2 separate regions of the Zea mays genome follow, and region 1 is linked to region 2. The links are chromatin contacts, called in public Hi-C maps. All regions are on one chromosome and are shown on one strand. The core of a region is the stretch at or near the end of the contact, and the rest is flanking DNA. Distances in the headings are between cores, read along the strand shown.

Region 1 (4,485 bases), core at 1,352-3,851, 70 kb after region 2:
GCATAATTAGTATCAGTATATATCATAAACTAGTTCTAACGAGTTTAGCTACATGGCTGTTAGAGTGATCCTATATTTTTGGAGGAAATAAAACATTAAATACGATTTTCTTGTTTCCATGCATATCAGTTCATTTCCTTTCACCGTGCATTCTTTCCATCCTAAATTTGTACGCATGCAGCGGATAACAATTTTTACGCAGTGTACCGAATTGCATAAATATCTACACCGTTTACCATATTTAGTATCAGTATATATCATAAACTGGTTCTGACGAGCCTAGCTGCATGACTGTTGCAGCAATCTTATATTTATGGAGGAAATAAAATATTTAAAAATAGAAACCGATACACATCTATTTTCTAAATTTACGCGCATGTAGGGAAATTGTTTGACTCATGCATGCATTCTTTTTTTGCGCACACGGACGTGGGGTGGGTGACGCACTCGACAACCTGGCTTAGGGAGTGGGTGGGCGCGTCGGGCTGGACCAGGACGCAGGTGTGGTCGACCTGGGCTTCCTCTAACTATTAAGTAAATATTTGAAGCTCAAATTTAGGATGGCAAGATGTGCAATGAAAGGAAATGTATGATATGCATGGAAACAAAAAAACTTATTTAAATGCTTTGTTTCCTCCATAAATATAGAATCGCTCTAACACCCAAGCAACTAGGCTCGTTAGAACCAGTTTATGATATATACTTATACAAATTATGCTACATGGTATATGTATTTATGCAATGCAGTACATTGCGTAAAAAATCTGGTATGTGGTTCACTGATGGACGCATCTCCAGGTTCGAGCGTAAAAATCTTAAGTTTTGAACATAAACCCCTCAGTTATAAGCGTAAATATAAAGCCAATGTGAGAGGTTGATAGCTCTAGTGGTATGTATTTACGATCCTATTTTTATGAAAGATCTAAAAAATATGGGAGTCGTATGCATGCAGTTTCTATTTTTATACAGATCCAAAAATTATGGCAAATCGTGGGAGTTTCTATTGTATGCACGGAAATTTTAGATTATATATTTCTTTCGAATGCACGCGCGCAAAAAATTGGATGACATGAGTCACAGATTGTAAATTCCTATACAATGTTGCATAAATACTTAGACTGTGTAACATAATTGATAAAAAACTAATATCGGTCCAACTAAGAACGCCAGCGGAAATTAGGGACAGTTTTATGGTAGACGTAAAAATCTGGCAGTTACGAACATAAATGATTTGATTTGATTTTTATGGTAATTACGGACACCATAAATCAAGGAATTTCCTTTCCAATGTGCATGCAAAAAATATGCATGCAGTAAACTGATATATAAACTCCGTGTTTAAGTATAGAATTGTACAATTTTTAGCGTAAATAGTGCATGTGATAGGAATAAAACACAATAATCGAAAGACAACACGAATCAGAGGAGGTAGTCACCGGAGGACGTCGTCGACGACACAAGCACAGATGGAGGTCGTCACTCGGTCCGCCCGAACTGCACCGGATCGGAGAATGTCACGCGCGATCGTCGCTGCGCGCACCTCGCGCCTTCCGTGACGCTGCTCGAACCACGCGTCTCGTGCGACGTCGTTGCTACTCGCACGTCGAGGGGCGCCGCTTGCTCGCTCGCCTTAGGAGTGCCGCCGTCTCGGGGCACCAGGGACGCCGCCGCTTGCCCACACAGTGGCCCCACCGTCCCTCGCGCTCTGGATCGGCCGGGGAGCCACCGCCACTACTCTGGATCGAGGAACCACCGCCACCTCGCGTTCGGGTCAGGGAGCCGCGGCCACCGCAGCCACCGGCCCGGGATCCACCGCCGCGCGCGCTCTTGGGCAACCACCGACGTCGCTAATGAATCAGGATGTGATATGAAAAATTGTACGCATCACTCCTGGTCTTCTGAAGCCCATATATATATATATATATATATATATATATATATATATATATATATATATATATATATATATATATATATATATATATATATATATATATATATATATATATATATATATATAGTTTGCGCGTTTTAAAACTTAGGAGGGCCTTCACTGGTAAAGCTACTCTACATTAGATCTAGGTGAATACTAGTAGAGGCATGTTTGGAATTAGAGTATTTTCTCTGCTTTTTTAAGAATACCTAGTACTATAATATTTGAGATATTGTGTAGTTTTCTAAGTACAGTGTTTGGTAGACTCTAAAAGACATTGTTTTCGAGGCTACAGTACTTTCAGAGTTTTGAAAAACTTAGGTCCAGGCTAAAGTTTTCAATACTATGGTAAAAAAACTATGGTATGTTTTGGCATTTTAAAACTGTAGTTTGCAAATACTTTTTTTTTTTGCCAAACAGAAGACCTAGCTAGATTTTATGTTGACCGAAGTGTTCTGCGAGAAGAGAAGCCGGCATACAGACTGCAGTTGATTTGATTGTGGCCAATGCCGAGACTAATAAGCATAATCATGCAGGATAGTAGTTCTTTTTGCTGTAATTTAACCTTTTGCCCCGGCTTTGGTCGACAGACGGGATAATTGCTGTTGGCACCGGCACTGACTATATTTACCGTACCACCCCCAATGTCCCGGACGGACGGTGCCGCCACCTTTTGCACTGGGCCCCCTCGTTCCTAATAAAATATAATAAGGTGGGTGCCAGTAGCCACACTTGCCAACAAGCCAAGTGAAACATCGGAGCTCGATCAGCAGCTAGAGTACGTTACGTAGCAGCTTTTTTCCATCAGTCTTTTTTTTTCTTCTTTTCTTGCTTGCTTGTTAGAGGAAACGACTTGTTGACAAGTTACGTCTAGATATATACGTAGCAAAATCTAAATAAAAAACAAAACGACTTATATGGTCTTGATTCTGATATATATGTTGGGAAGAGACATATCTACCATTTTTCTGTCCTCTTAGACCATCTCCATCATTTTAATCATATTCAAACTATAGTCTACAAACAATACAATCTACAGTGCACAACGGTACAAAAAGTTATTTTTGGTGACCATATGGGTGAACTACTGTACGTTACACATATATGGTCACTAAAAACATCGTTTTACATCATTTTGCATCGTACATTGCATTGTTTATAGAGTGTAGTTTGAATATGTGTATAAATATGGGTAAACTGCCGGAGATGGTCTTAGCCTCTTTATGCTCAACCAGAAAGCTCTTCACACACACTCTCTCTCTCTCTCTCACACACACACCATTATTAGATCACCTCAAGCTTCTCTCAATATTTCCACCTTAATTCCCTTAGAGATTGAGCCGCCAAACTGTGAAAAGGGGGTCACCAATATGTTCCTCGACTCCAAGAACACTTGGTTCACGAGCCTTGATCCTATCCGGTTAGAGCGTCATCCATGGAGCTCGATGTCTTATATGGTAGCCCTAGAAGTTTGTAATTGCCCTCCCCAATTGAGTAAGAATCACACTCATGTTAAAAGCTTGCTCTCTTGACTTGAGAATGAGGATAGACAGACCGTTCGCCTCGGATTAAAGCCAACTATTTGGATTGTTGCAGTTGCAATCCATAGAGACAAAACACTGTAGTAAAAACCGGTATGGATTAAAAACAAGTGAACAAACTGGTTTGTGAAACCAAGCCCTTGGCTTTCTCAACAATGTCGATGTAGGCCAGCTTTGTGGCAAGTTGAGCCACGCGATAAATTATTGTGTTCGTTGTGTTCTTGCTTTATATTGAGTTTTACTTGCTTATGAGGTGATATTAGGGTTTGGTCTCAATGTATTAGTTTGTGCTTCTATGACAACATTCAAGTGGTGATTTAGGCTTTGCTCTACCTTAAGAAGCTCAATAATATACTTCATTTATTCTTTTTTAATTCATCTACCTTCTGGTTTCTTTTAGTGCAGTTGAAGACAAAAAAAACACATATTCAAAGAGCAGGAGCAAAGCGCAGAGTCGTAACAAACGCGCCACAAGGTGTGTGTTTCAAGGAAATTTAGAAAATGACACTATTTTGCCATATCTTGTTTTGCGCGGAATAAATGATTTATTATAAGATGACATGTTGTGAAAGTGTGTGGCTTATGTGTTGTCGCTGACAGGATGACACAACTTGCTTTGTCGAATGCCACTTTAGATGCATGACAACACTTGGCATATATCGTCTTTATCGAGTGCAAAATATTTGGCATAAATGATGCTCGGCAAAGAATGCTTTGCCGAGCGTCAAGCTCTCGACAAAACTTGACCCTCAGCTGTTGAGTTAGTGATCCAAATTCTGAAGAAGGCGGCCAAGTTGGCGAGCGAAGCGGAGGCCCAGGGACGCCTCGGGGGTGGGGGGGGCGGAGCCCCCCCCGGTACGGATCGTTTCCCTACTCGTTTTAGGGTTTCACCTCTATAAATATCTTTGTAAGCCGCAGGAGATAATTATCTCAACTGTAAATCTCCTGCGATCTGTAACCACCCGAAAATAGTGAGAAGTTGCTGGCCGGCGCCCGTGGTTTTTTCCCCTT
Region 2 (4,255 bases), core at 1,457-3,956:
ATGGTTTATGTAAACGCTAAACACTGAAGTGATACGCACCTAGAGACCAAATATCAGATTTAGTACCATACGGTATGTCGGCAAGAAGTTCTGGGCACATGTAGCTTGGTGTTCCTACCACCTTTGTTGGAGCAAAACCAGTAATAAGCAACACCATCAAATAAATGCGTGACAACTCAAAAGGTTTCAAGCATACTTACAGAGGATGCAAGATCATCCGAAGTCAATATTTTCGCAAGACCAAAGTCACCTGCATTTGTACAGATTCAGAATGGATCGTCACTGGGATTGCTGAACTCATACATAAAGTACAGTGCTTTTCCTGAGATTAAGTCGCTTACCAAGGCGTATGCTTTGATCTCTGGCAATAAATATATTGGAGCACTGAAACAAACCGAGAAGTGTTAATTACACGCCTTAGAAAGAGAGGGGGGGATAGCACATTAGCACCATGTACTCCAAACCAATCAATCGACGCTACTGACCTTCACATCCCGATGAAGAATGTGATTTGCGTGCAGATAATCGAGAGCCATGAGAAGTTGCACAAGCCACTTGCAAAGTTTCTAGAAATGAAAAAAAAGAAACAGTCTTGGGTGAATCCTTTGTTGAAGCAGAGAAACTGAAGGCAATAGTGAAAACAAGGCCAAGAACTGCACCTCCTCCGAGAAATGGTTTCCATTGACTTTTTTGATAGCTTCAGCCCTGAACCAAATACAGGTTGTGTTAGCCAGGAAGTAAAGGTTTGTGAACAAAACAAACTACTTAACCTTGAAGAAACACATACATGTCTCCTCCCTCGCAGTAACCGATGACAATGCAAACGTAGCAACCCTGAAATTTTTGAAGCGGATGAGACGCACATAACAGGAAAATGTTTTCGCCCAATTACTTAAAACAGTGCCGCTTAACAAGTCCATTTGGCTCCTTTGCCTACCTTTTCCACCCATGAATCTTTGTACTCCACAATGAACGGATTCCGGACCGTCGCGATGAGCTGCATCTGCAAGAAAATTTCCACAAGACTCGTATCAGATCAGTTCATGACTTGCTAAACTAGGCACGCCATCATCATTACGAGGGTATGGATACGGTGATTTGCCTAGCTTAGCAACTATTAACTATCAGCACCGCTAACCATTCTATACCAAGAAGAATGGCATCAAAACCCAAGCCTGGTGAAAAAAAAGGGCCTTTCATTCCTAGGAATCCTGCCGATGTACCAAACGCCGGAAAAAGGTGGCATGGATGAAGCTGAAGATGCTAACCTCCTGGTGGGCAGACCGGCGTGTGCGGTCGGTCTGCCGCGCGAGCCGTATCTTCTTGAGCACATACCTGCGAGACAGATTCAGCGCGGTGAAAACTACTGAACAAAAGCTCAGCCTGTATATTAAAAAATAGTACTATCTCCTGTAAACCGCGACAAATAAAAAAAAAGAACGGAGTAATAAACAGAGCAGGTGAGCCTCACTTCTTCTTCTCGGCCTTGTGCCTCACCAAGAGTGCAGAACCAAATGCTCCTTTCCCAATCTGCTCCAGCACCTCATACTGATCCATCCTCTCGGGGTCTGCAGCTCACACACAGACACAACAAGCTTTTCTCCTTTCCTTTCTACTGTCCTGGAGAAGAACAAACACACTGTTGAGAAATTGGTGAAGCTGAACTAACAAGCAAACAGCATCCATTAAGCCCTGGTTCCGGTACAAATTCCAGTAAAAAACTACTACTCTGCGGGGGAAATGAAATGGGGAAGGTGCGGGGTTTCGGAAACGAAAGGGAAGGAAGGAAAACGCAAGAAAGGACAAGCGGCCTGAAATTACGGATGCCAAAGCGCTCGGTGACAAAACCTGCCGACAAGCCCCTAAACCCGCTTATGAAGACCGAAGGGGGGGGGGGGGGGGGGGGGGGTGGCTAGAGAGAAGAATGAGCTGCGAGCCGAGATGTCGGCGTCAGGAGCGCGTCGTGGTAGAAGGGGAGGGGAGGAAATCGGCCCCAGCTCCTACCAACCCCTCACTGGAAGAATACGCTGACAGTGGGAGTGATTGGCTGAATCCGAAATGCCAGCTCCAGTGTGCAGCGTCGAGAAATGTTCGGAATGTATGATCTCCGAATCCAAGCAGCTTTTCTTTTCTTTTGTTGGCAGAGCGGGAGTCACCAGCTCCAAAAACGCACACACCTAAGCCACTCGAGGGCGAGCGAGGTAGAGTAGCATTGCGATTTCCAGAGCCTGGAACTGAAGCGGTGGAGCCTGAGCCAGGAGCTCCGGCCCACTTGCAAGTTGCAAGAGCGAGCGAGCTCACCTGAGCCACCAGAGAGATCCGGGACGAAGCGCTCCGTGGCCCGGAGCTCGGAGGGCGGCTCCGGCGGGGGGGACGGCGTCACGCGCGAAGATCTCGCGGCATTTGGTCCTAGACCAGATAGACGCGGCGTCGGCGGCGGGAAGCGCGAGGGGACGAGGCGAGAAAAGTGGGGTGGGGTGGGTTCAAACTCGCCGGGAGCTCCCTTTCCAATCCAATCCAGTCCAGTCCCGCCCTATATAGCCTCCCAAAGGCAATGGGGATGAGGGGGAGGGAGGGAGAAGCCTGCCGTGGAGATAGAAAAGGAGAGCACGGCGGCTAGAGAGAGAGAAGGGTGGGAAAGGAGGAAGGGAGGGAGGGGAGGGAGCGAGGATGCCGTGATGGCTCTGCTCTGACTGAAGAAGAGTGATGAGTGAGGAGAGAGAGAGAGACGGGGTTGTGTGGGGCCCACATGATGTGGTCAAATTGGTCCTTTTTCTTTTATCATATTCTCTCTTTCTTTCTCATTCTCGTTTTTTTTTCCTGCTGTTGCTTTTGGATTTGCATCCGATTTGATGTGAGAACAAAAAGAGTCCATCAGATGAATATACTAAACGAGCTAATGCGCGCTACGGAGAGCATGATTGTATCGCTAATCACATGAGTATCATCTGCTTCAGAGAAGCCCTAGTGTTAGATAGATAATGCTAGAAACTGGAAAGTGACAAGTTATTTAGCCGACCTATATATCGCTCCTTGTTTGAATTCTTGCAGGAATGTACTTATTTTTTTGTGACATTTAATATACTCATTACTTAGTGTTAGATATATAGAAAAGTTGCTGAAGATTGAAAAGATATAAAAATAATTTTTATATCAATGACTCGAAATAGAGTGAAATTTAGACAGGCTTTTCGAGATGCCCTAACCTTTGTTTTTTTATAGATGCTAGTACTTAGTGTAGGCTGCATACTTATATAACTAAATAAATAAATAGATAGTGCGGGCCTCACGCTTTATAATAAGCTGCATACTATACACCGTACCACTTGTTTTTTTAAAAAAAAAAGAAGAGTTGTTTAATGACGTATACATGACACACCACTACTATTTGAAAATCACCAAGGAAAAAGGGAGGCAGCACTCGGTTCAACTATTCCACTAGCTCTGTGCATGCATGCATGCTAATTTATTACTAACTTGTGATTGTGAAGTGACTTCTTTTTGTTAAGAAATATATATATTTGATTAAAGAGCAGTTTACAAGAGTGAGTGGCAAATGCAAACCTTTCAAGCTGCACAGTACATACATATATACATGTCTTTTCTTTCTTTTGGCACGCAACTTACTGATTGTTATACGAATGGTTTTACGAGCGACCCAACAAGCTATACAAAAAAAAGGTTAGATTTTTTTAAAAAAAATCATATCTTTCTTATGTGATATGTGTATTATATATCCACTTTAATATTAAATTTATGGTTTTGAGCATTTTTTGTGGATATGGTTCATCACCACACTGGTTTAGTGGGCCCATCGCAACGGACATTGTACTAGTAATACTATAATTAACGATGTCTATATCTGTAAGAGCATCTCCAACAAGGTGACTCAAAATAATACCCTAAAAATTAAAATACTACATCATTTAAAGTGTTTAGGGCACTAAAACACAAATTGCGCTCCAACAATTAAGCTCTAAATCATGTACTTTTAAAAGTGAATTACATTACTGGGAAAGAAAATGTTGGGAGTGATGTAGAAAACAAATATATGGCATAGTCTGGGGTGGTGTAGTATATTTAGGTCACTTAATAGAGTGCCCTACATTTTTTTAGAAAAAGTTTATAAAATAGAACACTGCTGAAGTTGTTTTTATGAGTTGAGCTTTATATTTTAAGATATGACATTGATTTAAGACACTGTTGAAGATTCTCCAAATCTATTTTAGGGCTTGTTCGGTTAGCTCTCGATCCA

Evidence for each region. Hi-C and Micro-C count contacts between places; a contact is called where the count stands out from the background.
Region 1: a contact with region 2 is called in a Hi-C map of tassel, with 3 times the contacts expected there. The contact joins the enhancer-like site here to the promoter of LOC103640577 in region 2. A contact is called at or near these places in 4 of 25 Hi-C or Micro-C datasets (ear, leaf and tassel).

The regions. Positions count from the first base shown.
Region 1 is chr1:174,964,035-174,968,519 of Zm-B73-REFERENCE-NAM-5.0, forward strand. No RefSeq gene overlaps it. Among protein-coding and RNA genes, the nearest start is that of LOC100194143, 45 kb to the right of the region's middle. Within about 2 kb of position 2,602, at least 9 of the 20 cell types and tissues checked have an H3K27ac peak or open chromatin away from gene starts, as enhancers often do. A contact at or near this core is called in ear and tassel, where this site is marked.
Region 2 is chr1:174,894,175-174,898,429 of Zm-B73-REFERENCE-NAM-5.0, forward strand. It overlaps LOC103640577 (serine/threonine-protein kinase Nek2), which reads right to left and starts at 2,707. Exons shown (of 15, transcript XM_008663711.3): 1 at 2,302-2,707; 2 at 1,472-1,620; 3 at 1,269-1,335; 4 at 938-1,003; 5 at 788-834; 6 at 660-705; 7 at 486-566; 8 at 342-384; 9 at 201-250; 10 at 40-121. The coding sequence starts at 1,557.